Linked DNA regions of Sus scrofa: region 1 is linked to region 2. The links are chromatin contacts, called in public HiChIP or PLAC-seq maps. All regions are on one chromosome and are shown on one strand. The core of a region is the stretch at or near the end of the contact, and the rest is flanking DNA. Distances in the headings are between cores, read along the strand shown.

Region 1 (6,361 bases), core at 3,179-5,678, 96 kb before region 2:
ATTTGACCCTAGTAAGTCTGACTCTAAAGCCCAGGTCCTGTTCTTTGCCGCATGCCATGATGCTTGAAAGAAACTCAAAATTTGGCAAGAAAAAGTATTCCCATTTTACACAGTATTTGAATATTTGAATAAGGATTGAGAAAAAAGTGTACCAATACCTGCCAGAACTAACCAGAAAAAGAGTAAGAGGGTACAGTTCAAACTATCACCACCAGAGGTCAGCAGACACACTGAGGGGGCAGAAAGGGCCTCCTCTGAGGACTAATGGCCATAGCACATCTCCAATATCTCTCAAGCTGCAGGAACTATAAAATGCGAAGGGAGGGCACAGGATGTGTAGAGGGAATGTCAGCATGGAGATGGAAGGAGAGAGGTCTATAGCTTGTGCTGCAATTGAAAGACTGGAGTCCAGCTCCTCCAGACGACTGCCCAGAATAAGAAACTACAGTGACTGGTCATTTCCACACCTGGGAGCAGCCTGCTCCCATGGGAATTAGAGCCAGAGGAGACCAGTTCCCTGTTTCCCTAGCTTCTGTTCCCCTGGTGGCTGCCTGGATACCCTTTCTGGGAATGGTCTGGCCTAGATCAGTTATGAGAGTCTGAGTCCTCTTCGACCCTGGAGCCTTTCTCTTGGGAGGCTTGCATGAAAGAAGGAGGGAATAAAAGCTCCACAGTGTGAAGTAGCAGCTAGAGGAATGATTGGAGCTATGGACAGACGGATAGCTGCCCATCCCTACCTGGGCCCTTTGAGGAGTCCAGAGGTAGCATGTCGTCCTTAGTTACAGCTATTTTCCTTCATCAGTTCCAGGTCAGGTAAATCTGGGACCGGGGGAGGAGTTAAAGGAAAAAAATATCTATTTTTTTGGCTGCACCCAAGGCATGTGGAAGTTCCCAGGACAGGAATCAAGCCCACACCATAGCAGAAATGCCAGATCCTTAACCCACTGTCCCACAGAGGAACTTCCTAAAACAGCTTCTGTATCAGGAGCATCTCGGGAGACTCCTCCAGAGGATATCAAGTTAAGGATTCGGGCAGAAAGGCAGTCTCTTCATTTACCAAAGCCTTGGATAACTACCCTCAAGATAGATGGGAGTTCCCTGATGGCTCAGTGGGTTAAGGACCTGGTGCTGTACTGCCATGGCTCTGGTCACTGCTGTGGAGTGGTTTTGATCTTCTGCATGATGTGGGCATGGCCAAAAAAGAAAAGAAAAGAAACATTCCAGCCAGGTTTCTGGCAACTTTACCTGCTCTGGGCAAGTGTAGTTTAGAGTTGAGATGGTGAGAGAATGGGTAAGGATTTGAGAACTGGGGGATTAGGAAGGCCCTGAGAAAGAACTTCAGTGTAGGAAGAAAGGCTTCCTGGATTCCATATACACAAAATTCTTCATTAGGATCCCCTGATTAAAGTCTGCAGTGGAAGTTCCCATCGTGGCTCAGTGGTAACAAACCCGACTAGTATCCGTGAGGATGAGTGTTCCATCCCTAGCCTTGCTCAGTGGGTTAAGGACCTGGCATTGCTGTGAGCTGCGGTGTAGGCTGGCAGCTGTAGCTCCGATTAGACCGCTAGCCTGGAACCTCCATATGCCACGGGTGTGGCCCTAAAAAGACAAAATAAATAAAGTCTGCGATGGTCCAGAGTTCCCGCTATGGTGCAGTGGGTTAAGAAACTGACTGCAATAAATAACAAGTCTAACCATCAAAACAAAATTTTAGAGTTTTAGGCTGTCTTCAAAATATTCTTAGTTTCCGAGTATACATAATGCTTGTGTGCTACAGAGATGAATGCTTTGTCATAATTTCTCAGAAAAAAAAATTAAAGTTTCTTTCTATTGTAATGTTAAAAAAAAAAAAAAAAAAAGAAACTGACTGCAGCAGCTTGGGTAGATGAGGAGATAAAACTTTCAATCCCCGCCCAGCACAGTGGGTTAAGGATCAAGCACTGCCGTAGCTGTGGTGTAGCTCAGATTTGACCACTGGCCTGGGAAACTCCATATGCCATGGGTGCAGCCAAAAAATAAACATTAGTACAGAATACGGAGGGAACTGTGTGTGATTGGGTCACTTTGCTATACCACAGAGATTAAAGAAACATTGTAAATCAACTATAATTTTAAAAATAGATATGCAAAAATAAATAAAAATTAAAATTAAAAAAACTGTCTCAGAGGTAAACACATTGAAAACAAATAAAAGGAGGGTGATTATTGTAGGCCAAGGGAACATCAGGAAAAAGGCAGCAGGAGTTCCTGGAATTCTCTCATGGCTCCGTGGGTTGAGGATCCAATGTTGTCACTGCTGGGCTCTGGTTACAGCTTGGGTGAACATTGGATCCCTGGCCCAGGAACTTCTGCATGGCACAGGACTGGCAAAAAGAGAAAAAAAAAAAAAAAAGAAGAAGCAAAAATAAAGGTACGCATATATATTGACATCACTAATATGTATAAACTAATAAAAAATGTTCAAAATAGCTTTCATAAAACAGAAACAGACTCAAAGATTTTGAAACCAACTTATGGTTACCAAAGGTGAAAAGTTCGGGGGAGGGATGGATTAGGAAGTTGGGATTGGCATATACAAACTACTATATATGTAATCGATTGGTAACAAGAACCTGCTAGATAGCTTGGGGAAATCTATTCACTACTCTGTGATGGCCTATATGGGGAAAGAATCTGAAAAAGAATGGATCTACATGTATTTGTATGGCTGATTCAGTTTGCTGTACACCTGAAACTAATACATTGTAAGTCACCTATATTCCAATAAAATTTATATATATATTTTAAAAAGTAAAATCAGCTTTGAAAAAAATATTTAAAAAGTTGAAAACAATAAAAATATTAAAAAAGTAAGTAGAAAAAAATAATAAAAGTATGAACAAAAGGTCTGTGTGTTTGCATCCTTGTGGATACTAGTTGGATTTGTTTCCACTGAGCCATGACGGGAACTCCCAGACTCTTCTTAAAAGCCAAAGATTTTAGACAATGGTCAAATGGCAACGTGGAAGATGGATGACTGGGGCTCAGGGAGACTGGGAGATCAGTTATAAGACCTAAGCAGTAGCCAGGGTGAGTACCAGGACAGTGGAAACAAAAATAAAGGGGGGGAAAATTGAGATATACTGTATCAGGGTGAGTACCAGGATGGTGGAAATAAAAATAAAGGGGGGAGGGAATTGCGATATACTGTATCGGTAATAGTGACAGAATCGGTAATCAAATGAATGTTGGTAGATAAAGGGGAGAATTAAAAAGTGATTCTGGGTTTCACATGTAAGTGATCAAGGGGTAGTCATTACTGCTAAGTGAGGTAAGAAACACAAAGGATTATTTCCCTTTCTTACATGTTGAGTTTGAGTTATCTGTGGGACACCCAGATGAAAATGTCCACTCAGCAGGGTATCAGGTTGAAAAAAAAGTGAAGGGTTTTGATTTGGGAGTTACCATCATGTATGCAATAGCTAAAGAGTGGGTGCAACTTGTTTAGGGGTGAAAGGCAGAGTGAGGAAAAGACCCAGGATGGGGAATACCATTATTTCAGGAACAGAGGAGGAAGTGGCTACGGAGGAGAATGAAGCAAGTAGGCAGAAAGGTCGAAGGAGAACCACAAGTGTGAGTGCCTCAGTCTCACATTCCATGGAAGAAAGCACCAAGATGCACGTTGTGGCAGAGAGGTCTAATAAGCTAAGGACTGAAAAGAGCACTGGAGCAGGCAACCAGGGCACTGGTATTAAGAAAGAATTTAGGAATTCCTGTCATGGCGCAGTGGAAACGAATCTGACTAGTATCCATGAGGATGCGGGTTCGATCCCTGGCCTTGCTCAGTGGGTTAAGGATTCGGTGTCGCTGTGAGTGTGGTGTAGGTCGAAGACATGGCTCGAACCCCATGTTGTTGTGGCTATAGGCCAGCAGCTGTAGCTCAGATTTGATCCCTAGCCTGGGAACTTCCATATGCAGCAGGCGTATGCAGTGGGTGTGACCCTGAAACACAAGAAAAAAACAAAAAAAAACCAAAACCCAAACACTGGGTGCTGAACAAAGCGGCCTGAGGGGTGAGTACAGGAGAAAAGTTAAACATAAACTACTTTCACTAACTTTGGAAATGAAAGGGTTAGATCAGCAGCTTGAAGAGGAAGCAGGGGTTTTTCAAAATGGGGGAGGAGCAGCAGGGAGGCTGACCTCAAACACGCTCATAGGTCAACAAAAGGGAATCAAGGAGAGACTGGAGATAAAAGGAGAAAAAAAAAGCTATCGAAATAAAGAACAAAAAGGGGTTGCGGCTGGGCAGTAGCAAACCTGACTAGTATGCAAGAGAATGTGGTTCGATCCCTGGCCTCACTCAGTGCGTTAAAGATCTGGAGCTGCCAGGAGCTGTGGGGTAGGTTAGATGAGGCTCGGATACTGCGTTGCTGTGGTTGTGGTGCAAGCCGGCAGTTGCAACTCCCATTTGACCTCTAGCTGGGAACTTCCATACGCTGCACATTCAGCCCTAAAAAAAAGAAAAAGCAAGAACAAAAAGAAGTCAAAGGAAATAAGGTTGAGAGCACAAGTGGCAGGGTTGGCCTTGCAAAAGCAAAATATTTCTCTAAAAAGATAGAAGGGGTAAATTGGTATTGGTGAATAAATAGATCTTTGTTAGAAGAAAGTTTGAGGAAATTGATGCTTCCATTTTCTCTATGAAATTGGAAGAAAATCATCTGCTGAGAAATGGGGTCAGGATTGGGAAACCTGCAATTAATGGTATGTCTCACTTGCCAGACTCTGAACTACTTGATAGCAGGGCCTGTCTTGTTTTATTTTTTATTTATTTTTTTGTTTTTTTTTTGGGCTGTGCCAGCGGCATAAGGATATTCCCAGGCTAGGGGTCCAATCAGAGCTCTAGCTGCCAGCCTATGCCAGAGCCACAGCAACAGGGGATATCTGAGCTGTGTCTATGACCTACACCACAGCTCAGGGCAATGCCAGATCCCTAACCCACTGAGCAAGGCCAGGGATCAAACCCACAACCTCATGGTTCCTAGTCGGATTCGTTAACCACTGAGCCACGACGGGAACTCCTGCCTTGTTTTATTTTTTATCCACAACCTAGTACATAGTAAAGGCTTAATAAATGTTTATTGACTGAATAGTTGACACAACTTTTAAAGGCTCACTTAGGGCTGCCAAGCCAAAAAATAACCACCCCCCAAAAAACCCTAATAAAGTTAAATGTTAAAATGTAATATTGCTAATGGCTACATGAGGAAATCAAATGGCTGAGTGACTGTCAATGCTGACACAGGAAGTCAAATGTACAAAAATAATCAAGAATGTTTGTAGCTGTAGTATAAACAATCAACCAAGGACTCTTAGGTAGGAAGGGAAGTAAATCCATAGGTTGACAGGAAATTGGAAAGGCTGTCAGTAATTTCAGAAGGGGCCACAATCCAGATTCAATCATTCTAGACACAAGTTAATATTAACTGAATGTAAAATGTTGGAGCTAGGTCTTGGCTTTTAAGCATACTCTCCAATAAAATGAACAAAGCCTCCTTGGAGAAATGGCTGACCTCAAGCTGTGTTAGGCAAAATATAGATGGGCCTAAAGCAACTTGCGTATCAGAAAGTAAGAAAATGCTCAAAAAAGTAAAAGGATGTAGACATATCAAATGGACACAGAAGTCCACCTGATAGAGCTCCCAATGTCCAGAGCTGGAGTAAACAAAACAAAAAAAGTTGGGACAATTTGAGCAATAAAAATAATGTAGATTTGAATTATATCCCAACTATAAAATAAATACACGAGTACTTATTCAATAAGAATTTCCTCACAGAGGCTTAATTTCTACCAACCCCATTAAGGATGGGCTAGACTTTACTGACTTGCTTTCAAATAGGGAAAGAGAAAACAGTGAAGAAACCTGGCAAATACTACCTTAACCAGTGATGAAAGTTTTATCAGCAATATCATATGGCTATCACATACTCAATAGGATGTGATGAGAAGGCCATGTCCTGCCTGTGTGGTATTTTTTCCCAAAACCGTACAAGCTCAGTCTAAGAATGAGGAAAAAAATCAGACAAATTCAGATTGGGGGATATGCTACAGGACACATGGCCAATACTCCCAAAGACTGTCAAGGTCATGAAGAACAAGACTAAGAAACTGTCACAGAGATTAGGGAGATATATCCACTAAATGCAATGTGGTATCCTGAAACAGATTCTAGAATAGAAAAGGGACATCAATGGATGAAGCCCATAAAGTATGGGATTTAGCCCAAGTAATGTACAAGTGCCAGCTTCTTAGTTTTGACAATGCACTGTGGTGTTACCAATGGAGAGAAATGGGGAAGGGGCACATGGAAACCCCCTGTACTAT
Region 2 (6,168 bases), core at 2,045-4,544:
ACGGGCGAGAGGCCCTTCGTCTGCAACTGGCTCTTCTGCGGCAAAAGGTTCACGCGTTCGGACGAGCTGGAGCGCCACGTGCGCACTCATACCCGGGAGAAGAAGTTCACCTGCCTGCTCTGCTCCAAGCGCTTTACCCGAAGCGACCACCTGAGCAAACACCAACGCACCCACGGCGAGCCGGGCCCAGGCCCCCCTCCCAGCGGCCCCAAGGAGCTGGGCGAGGGCCGCAGCGCCGCCGGGGAAGAGGAGGCCAGCCAGACGCCCCGACCTGCGGCCTCGCCGGCACCCCCAGAGAAAGCCCCTGAAGGCAGCCCAGATCAGAGTAACCTGCTGGAGATCTGAGCCCGGTGGAGGTCTCCAGCCCCCCGGGCTGCCTTGCCAGCCCCTCCTGGCTCTGTGGACCACTGCTTGCCCCTCATCTCCTCTGCCCCACGCATGCTGCCCCTCAGGACTCTCTCTGCCTCTTCTCTGGCCCTTTTGGGCCTGGGGGTCTCCCTGTACGCTGCCCCAGCTCACTTCCTCCCCTTGCCCCGAGCCCATTCCGCAGTTCCGCAAACTGCTCTCAGGCCCTCACCTCGTGCCTTCCCAAGCTCTTTCCCCATCGCCACTCTTTCTCTCTCCTCTGCTCTGACCACACCAAGTCACCTTCCCTCCATTTGGGCTCCCAACGGTTTCTTTCTCCATCTCACGAACTCCTTAACCCGCATCCTTTCTGTTTCCCAGGCTTATTTACCACTATCCCTTAGCTTCCAGGCTCCACTCTTCCCAACTTCGAAGTCCACTGCCTTCCATGCTCCAGAGCGTTCTTCCTTTTTTCAAACACAATGATGATGATGATGATAATTTATTGCCCCCTGGTGGCCTCTTCATTAGGGACCAGAGTTGGGGGATTGGGGTAAGTGACCTGGCAGGGAGCAGGGTGCCAAGAGGGGGGCAGACCAGTGGGGATCTGATCCCAAAGATGGGGTGACCCCAGGGTCAGGGAGGCTGCCCCCAGGCCTGTATATTTAACCCCTATATTCCAAGAGAAATGAATAGTAATAATAATAATTCTATTTATCATAAGTTATGATGACAGGTCAGGTAGAGTGAGCTGGGGAGGGAAGGGGGTCCATTTCTGCTATGGAAATTTTAACCAAATGCATCTCTGTCTAGAAAAAGTGATAGTGGAGATCCTGTTAATAGCATTTCTATCTTCAGGGTCTCAGTTAATGGTGTTTCTCTTAATGGAATCTCTGCTAATAGGTTTGATTAGCTAGATCTCTGTTAAAGAGTTGATGGGGTATCTCCCACTTAAGGGATCCCTAAATATTTCTAGCCCCGCCCAGAAGCTGTGAAACCTCAAGTCCTATGGAGGGGAGGACTGGAATGTACCCCAGCTCCCTTGACCCCAGAGCAGGTTCTTCCACTGCCCCTCCCCTGACACCGTGACCCCATCAGGCTAATCCCTCGTTGCCATGGTAACGGAGAGCTTGCAGCTGCCATTTTAGAAATGCTCTTTGGGGAAGCCCACCTAACCGGAGGAGGACATTGGCTTGGAGGTGCCTCTCCTGAAGAATAGGTGGGGAAGGCTGTCTCTGGGATCAGGTCAAGTAAATCAAGTATTTATTGAGCGCCTACTCTGTGCAAGGCACTGTGTTAGGCTGGTGCCTAGAAGCCATGAGAAAGAAGAATTTAGTCAGCTAGAGGTCCCCAAGCTGACTTGGGGGTGCGTCCACAGGCCCCCAACCTGGGACTTCTGATGCTTCCAACTCCACCTCCAGTGACTTTTAAAGCCGCTTCGTGCCTTTGAATGCCTTTCCTGTGACTTTGGATCCTCCTTTTCTATCTCTTCCTCCCTCAAGGCCCCAAGTTAAAGGGTTAAAGCCGCTGGAGCTTGGGGAGAGGGTAAAGTGGTGGAAGGGAAGGGATCATGCCCTCATGGAGTCTTTTTTTGTTTTATTTAATAAATAAAAGTTCGATTTTAAATTTTAACCTGGTGAGAAAAGAGGAAGAGGAGGGGAGAAGGGTCAGCCACAGGATTTCTCCTTGGCAAACTGGGGAGTCCCCGCGGGCATTGCGTCGCGCCGGTTTGCATCTTATGCCGCGGGTAGAAAACTTGGGCAGCCCGGTCCCGCGGCGGAGTTCAGTATTTGACAGCCCAGAGCTCTCTGCGAGGGTAGGGAGGTTTCTTCCCCGGCTCTTCCTCGGGCTCGGTACCTGCGGACCTGGCCGGGGCAGCGGAAGGGCCGACCGCGGACCCCGCTGTCGCCGTGCGGACCACCGCGCCGCCCGGGCCGGGCGAGGTGCGGCTCCCGCGGGCAGACCCTCCTGGCACGTAACCCGCCCCCGGCCCCGGGCCTGCAATCAGTCGTGCCCGCCACGGAGTTAGCAGAGGAACAAAAGCCACTCTGTGGCGGCCAGCCCCCAGCCACAATAGGGCTTTGTGCGGCCCCCGCCCCCTAGGGCTCCCCCGCCGGGCGGAGGGGCGCACGGGCTGCTCCCTTAGCCTGGGCCCGACTGCAGGCGGCGCCCGGGTCCGCCGGTGCCCCTCGCGGGCTCGGCGGAGGCGCTGGAGCGGGGGAGGGGTCAGTGGGTCCCTGGCGGCCCCCTCCCCCACCCGCCCCGCTCCAGGTGCGAAACCGCCTGCCCTCCCGCGGGGCGCGGGGCTTCAAAGGTGCTTTGAAGAAGGATCCGAGTTCCGAGGACTCTCAGGCTGGCCGGGGGCCGCGGCGGAAGAGGGACTGGGAGAGGGCGGGGGACGCCGGGGAGCTGGGCTTCGAGTGGGGGCGGCCCGAAGTGGACCCCCGGGCTCGGCCGCCGTCCCGCGGGGCCGGCTCCCCGGGACCCCCCAGGGCCTAGCCCTCTCGCCTCCCGGGTCTCCGCCTGTCCGGTGCCAGTTCCCGCCCGCCGCAGCCTCGCAGTCCCCCCCTCCCCCGCCCCTCGGTCCCTTTCATCTTCTCTAGACTCCGCTTGGGGTTTTGCTGGTTTCTGGGAGATAAAAACCGCCTCAAATAGCGGCGGCGCGCTGCCAGGACAAACAGGGCCGGGCGGGCCATGTGCGCCTGGTTACGGGCCCCGGGCTGGGGCGCCGGGCTTCGGCGCGCCCGGGAAGGGGCGGCGGGCCAAGGTCCAGGCACCCAGGCTCCCGCGATCCTCCCGCCTTCCAAAGTGGGGCATCCACTGGAAAGTTTCAGAGAGCGTCCTGAGCACTGCCTCGGTTTCCTGCCCAGGTCGTAGGGAGGGGCCCCAGTGGAGACCGCCCGCTAAGAGCTCTGCGCCCCCGGGGCGTTGGGTCACAGTCACTGTGTCGCTGGGGCCGCCGCGCCCCCTGGTGAAGTTAGTGGAGAGTGCGCTAGGCCCGGACTTAAGTCTCCCAAGAATCTGCCAATTGTGAAAAACCGTTCGGCAAATGTTAAATAAGCTGTACGGGGGAGGCGGAGTATGAATACACAGAGAACTGTTCCTTCTGTCCAGGTGACATTACAGGGTAAGAGGCAGACCCCTAACTGATAATTATAACACGATCTGATGATGAAAATCAGGCTTTTTTTTTTAAATCTCCCCTGGGGCCACACGAGATTCCCAGGCTAGGGGTCTAATCGGAGCTGTAGCTGCCAGCCTACGCCAGAGCCACAGCAACGCGGGATCTGAGCCGTGTCTGCAACCTACACCACAGCTCAGGGCAACGCTGGATCCTTAACCCACTGAGGGAGGCCAGGGATCAAACCCTCAGCCTCATGGTTCCTAGTCGTTTTCCTTAACCACTGAGCCATGACGGGAACTCCCTGAAAATCAGCCTTTATTGAAGGGAGGGAGGAAGCTGCAGGCCCAGGCTATAATGAGCTCTTGGGGTATCAGTTTGGATGGTTTCATGGCTAAGATACAAACAAAATGGAGTTCCCAGTATGGCTCAGTGGAAATGAATCTGACCAGTATCCATGAGAACAAAGGTTCATCCCTGGCCTCACTCAGTGGGTTAAGTATCCAGTGAGCTGGAGTTCCCATTGTGGCTGAGTGGTTAACAAATCCGACTAGGAACCATGAGGTTTCAGGGTTCAATCCCTGGCCTCGCTCAGTGGGTTAAGGATCCGGCGTTGCCCTGAGCTGTGGTGTAGGTCGCAGACTCGGCTCCGATCCCTCGTTGCTGTGGCTGTGGCCTAGGCCAGCGGCTGCAGCTCTGATTAAACTCCTAGCCTGGGAACTTCCATATGCAGCAGGTGCGATGCTAAAAAGACAAAATAAATTTTTTTAATAAATAAAAGAGAATTTCACGTTGTAGCACAGCAGATGTGAATTCGACTAGGAACCACAGGTTTGATTCCTGGCCAGTGGCAACAGCTCTGATTAGACCCGTAGCCTGGGAACCTCCATATGCTGTGGGTGCGGCCCTAAAAAGATAAAAATACAAAATAAATAAATAAATAAAAGATACAAACAAAGAATTTGTTAGTGGCTTTCACTGCACTCCATCAATCTGTCAGAGTTACGGACAACCACTTTTCCTTGAAACCTCTACTGCTTCTCCCTCTCAAGGAGAATTTTCCCAGCCAATTTCTCCAAACTACCCCCAGTTTTTACATTCTGCTTTCTTTTTCTCTTTCTCCCTTTTGTTTTTTTTACGGCCACAGGTGTGTCATATGGAAGTTCCCAGTCCAAGAGTCAAATGGGAGCTGTAGCTGCTGGCCAGATCCGAGCAGTGTCTGTGACCTTCAGGACAGCTCATGGCAGCGACGGATCCTTTAACCCAATGAGCAAGGCCGGGGATCAAACCAGCATTCTCATGGATCCTAGTCAGGTTTGTGACCACTGAACCACGACGGGAACTCCCTCCCTCTCTTTCTTGCTGTGCCCATGGCATGAGGAAACTCCCAGGCCAAGGATCAAACCTGCCCCACAGCAGTGACCAGAGCCACAGCAGTGACGAGGCCAGATCCATAGCTCGATGAGCCACACAGGAATTCCACTGCTTTTTAAGTTTTCTGTGAATTCCCAAGTGACAGTAAGCTATTTAAGCGGGGGAGATACTCAGTGTTGTCTGTGCAGTATCACCTGGGTCTTTTTGGAACCACAGCCTCAGAGCTCTGCCCCCAAATTTGCATTTTAACAAGTTTCTCAGGTGAATCTTCTGTCCATTAACATTCTGGAGCCCCTTGTTTTCTGACCCAGGAATAACTCTCTTGGAGGGAACGTTTCAGGTAGAAAGGTGGAGCAGTCACAGAACTCCCGGGGATTTCCCCTCGTGGCCCAGTGGTTAATGAACCTGATTAGGAACCATGAGGCTGAGGGTTCGATCCCTGGCCTCAATCAGTCAGTTGAGGATCCGGTGTTGTCATATAGTGACCTGTGGTATAGGTTGCAGATGGGGCTCAGATCCCATGTGGCTGTGGCTGTGGACTGGCAGCTACACTTCCGATTCAACCCCTAGTCTGTCTGGGAACTTCCATATGCTGTGGTGTGGGTGTGGCCCTAAAAAGCAAAAAAAAAAAAAAAAAGTCTCCTGGATTCTCCAATGAGACTGGCTGCTTTTGGGAGTGGGGACTGTGCCTTATGCAATTCTGTGTTCTCAGAACTTGGTCCTTGGAATTGCTCATTAAAATTTGTTAAATGAGTGAACCAATGCCCATGGTCACCTAGTTCATGGCAGAGTTATTGCTAATCCTCACCGATATCTGTTTCGCACTTTACAATTTATTAAATGGCTTCATTTCCATTATTTTTACGGGAAACAACCATGTGTAATAACTAGGACACTGCAAGGGAGGGAGCTGAGGCCCAAAGAATTCAATGATTTTTCTGAAGTTATACAGCTGTAAGAAGAGGACCCCCCCCAGGCGTTCTCTTGTGGCGCAGCAGGTTAATAAACCGCCATTGTCACTGCAGTGGCTTAGGTCACTGTTGTGGAGCAGGTTAGATCCCTGGTCTGGGAATGGCCATATGCCTCTGACACGACCAAAGGAAAAAAAGGAAGAGGAGTCTTCATTCTGTATTAGACTCTCCAATTCTAGTTCCATTCTTTGTAGCTACAGTAGGATCAATCTCACTTTTTTTTTTTGGAGGGGGGGGTGCTGCTGGTGGTTTAGGCACAAGTTCCTGGGCCAGAGACTGAATGTGCAGCACAGTAGCAACCCAAGCCACAGCAGTGACAACACAAGATCCTTAACCTGCTGAATCACAGGAAACTCC

What was found. HiChIP or PLAC-seq counts read pairs in DNA pulled down with a chosen protein or histone mark.
Region 1: a contact with region 2 is called in an H3K27ac HiChIP or PLAC-seq map of alveolar macrophages. The contact joins two enhancer-like sites. A contact is called at or near these places in 3 of 47 Hi-C or Micro-C datasets (alveolar macrophages, embryonic fibroblasts and spleen) and 2 of 2 datasets of contacts at active chromatin or transcription factors (alveolar macrophages and skeletal muscle).

Annotation. Positions count from the first base shown.
Region 1 is chr5:18,635,363-18,641,723 of Sscrofa11.1, reverse strand. No RefSeq gene overlaps it. Among named protein-coding and RNA genes, the nearest start is that of AMHR2, 4.3 kb to the left of the region's middle. Within about 2 kb of position 4,428, at least 13 of the 83 cell types and tissues checked have an H3K27ac peak or open chromatin away from gene starts, as enhancers often do. A contact at or near this core is called in alveolar macrophages and spleen, where this site is marked.
Region 2 is chr5:18,538,712-18,544,879 of Sscrofa11.1, reverse strand. It overlaps SP7 (transcription factor Sp7), which reads left to right. Exons shown (of 5, transcript XM_021091715.1): 5 at 1-3,512. The coding sequence ends at 345. Among named protein-coding and RNA genes, the nearest start is that of AAAS, 4.0 kb to the right of the region's middle. Within about 2 kb of position 3,294, at least 39 of the 83 cell types and tissues checked have an H3K27ac peak or open chromatin away from gene starts, as enhancers often do. A contact at or near this core is called in alveolar macrophages and spleen, where this site is marked.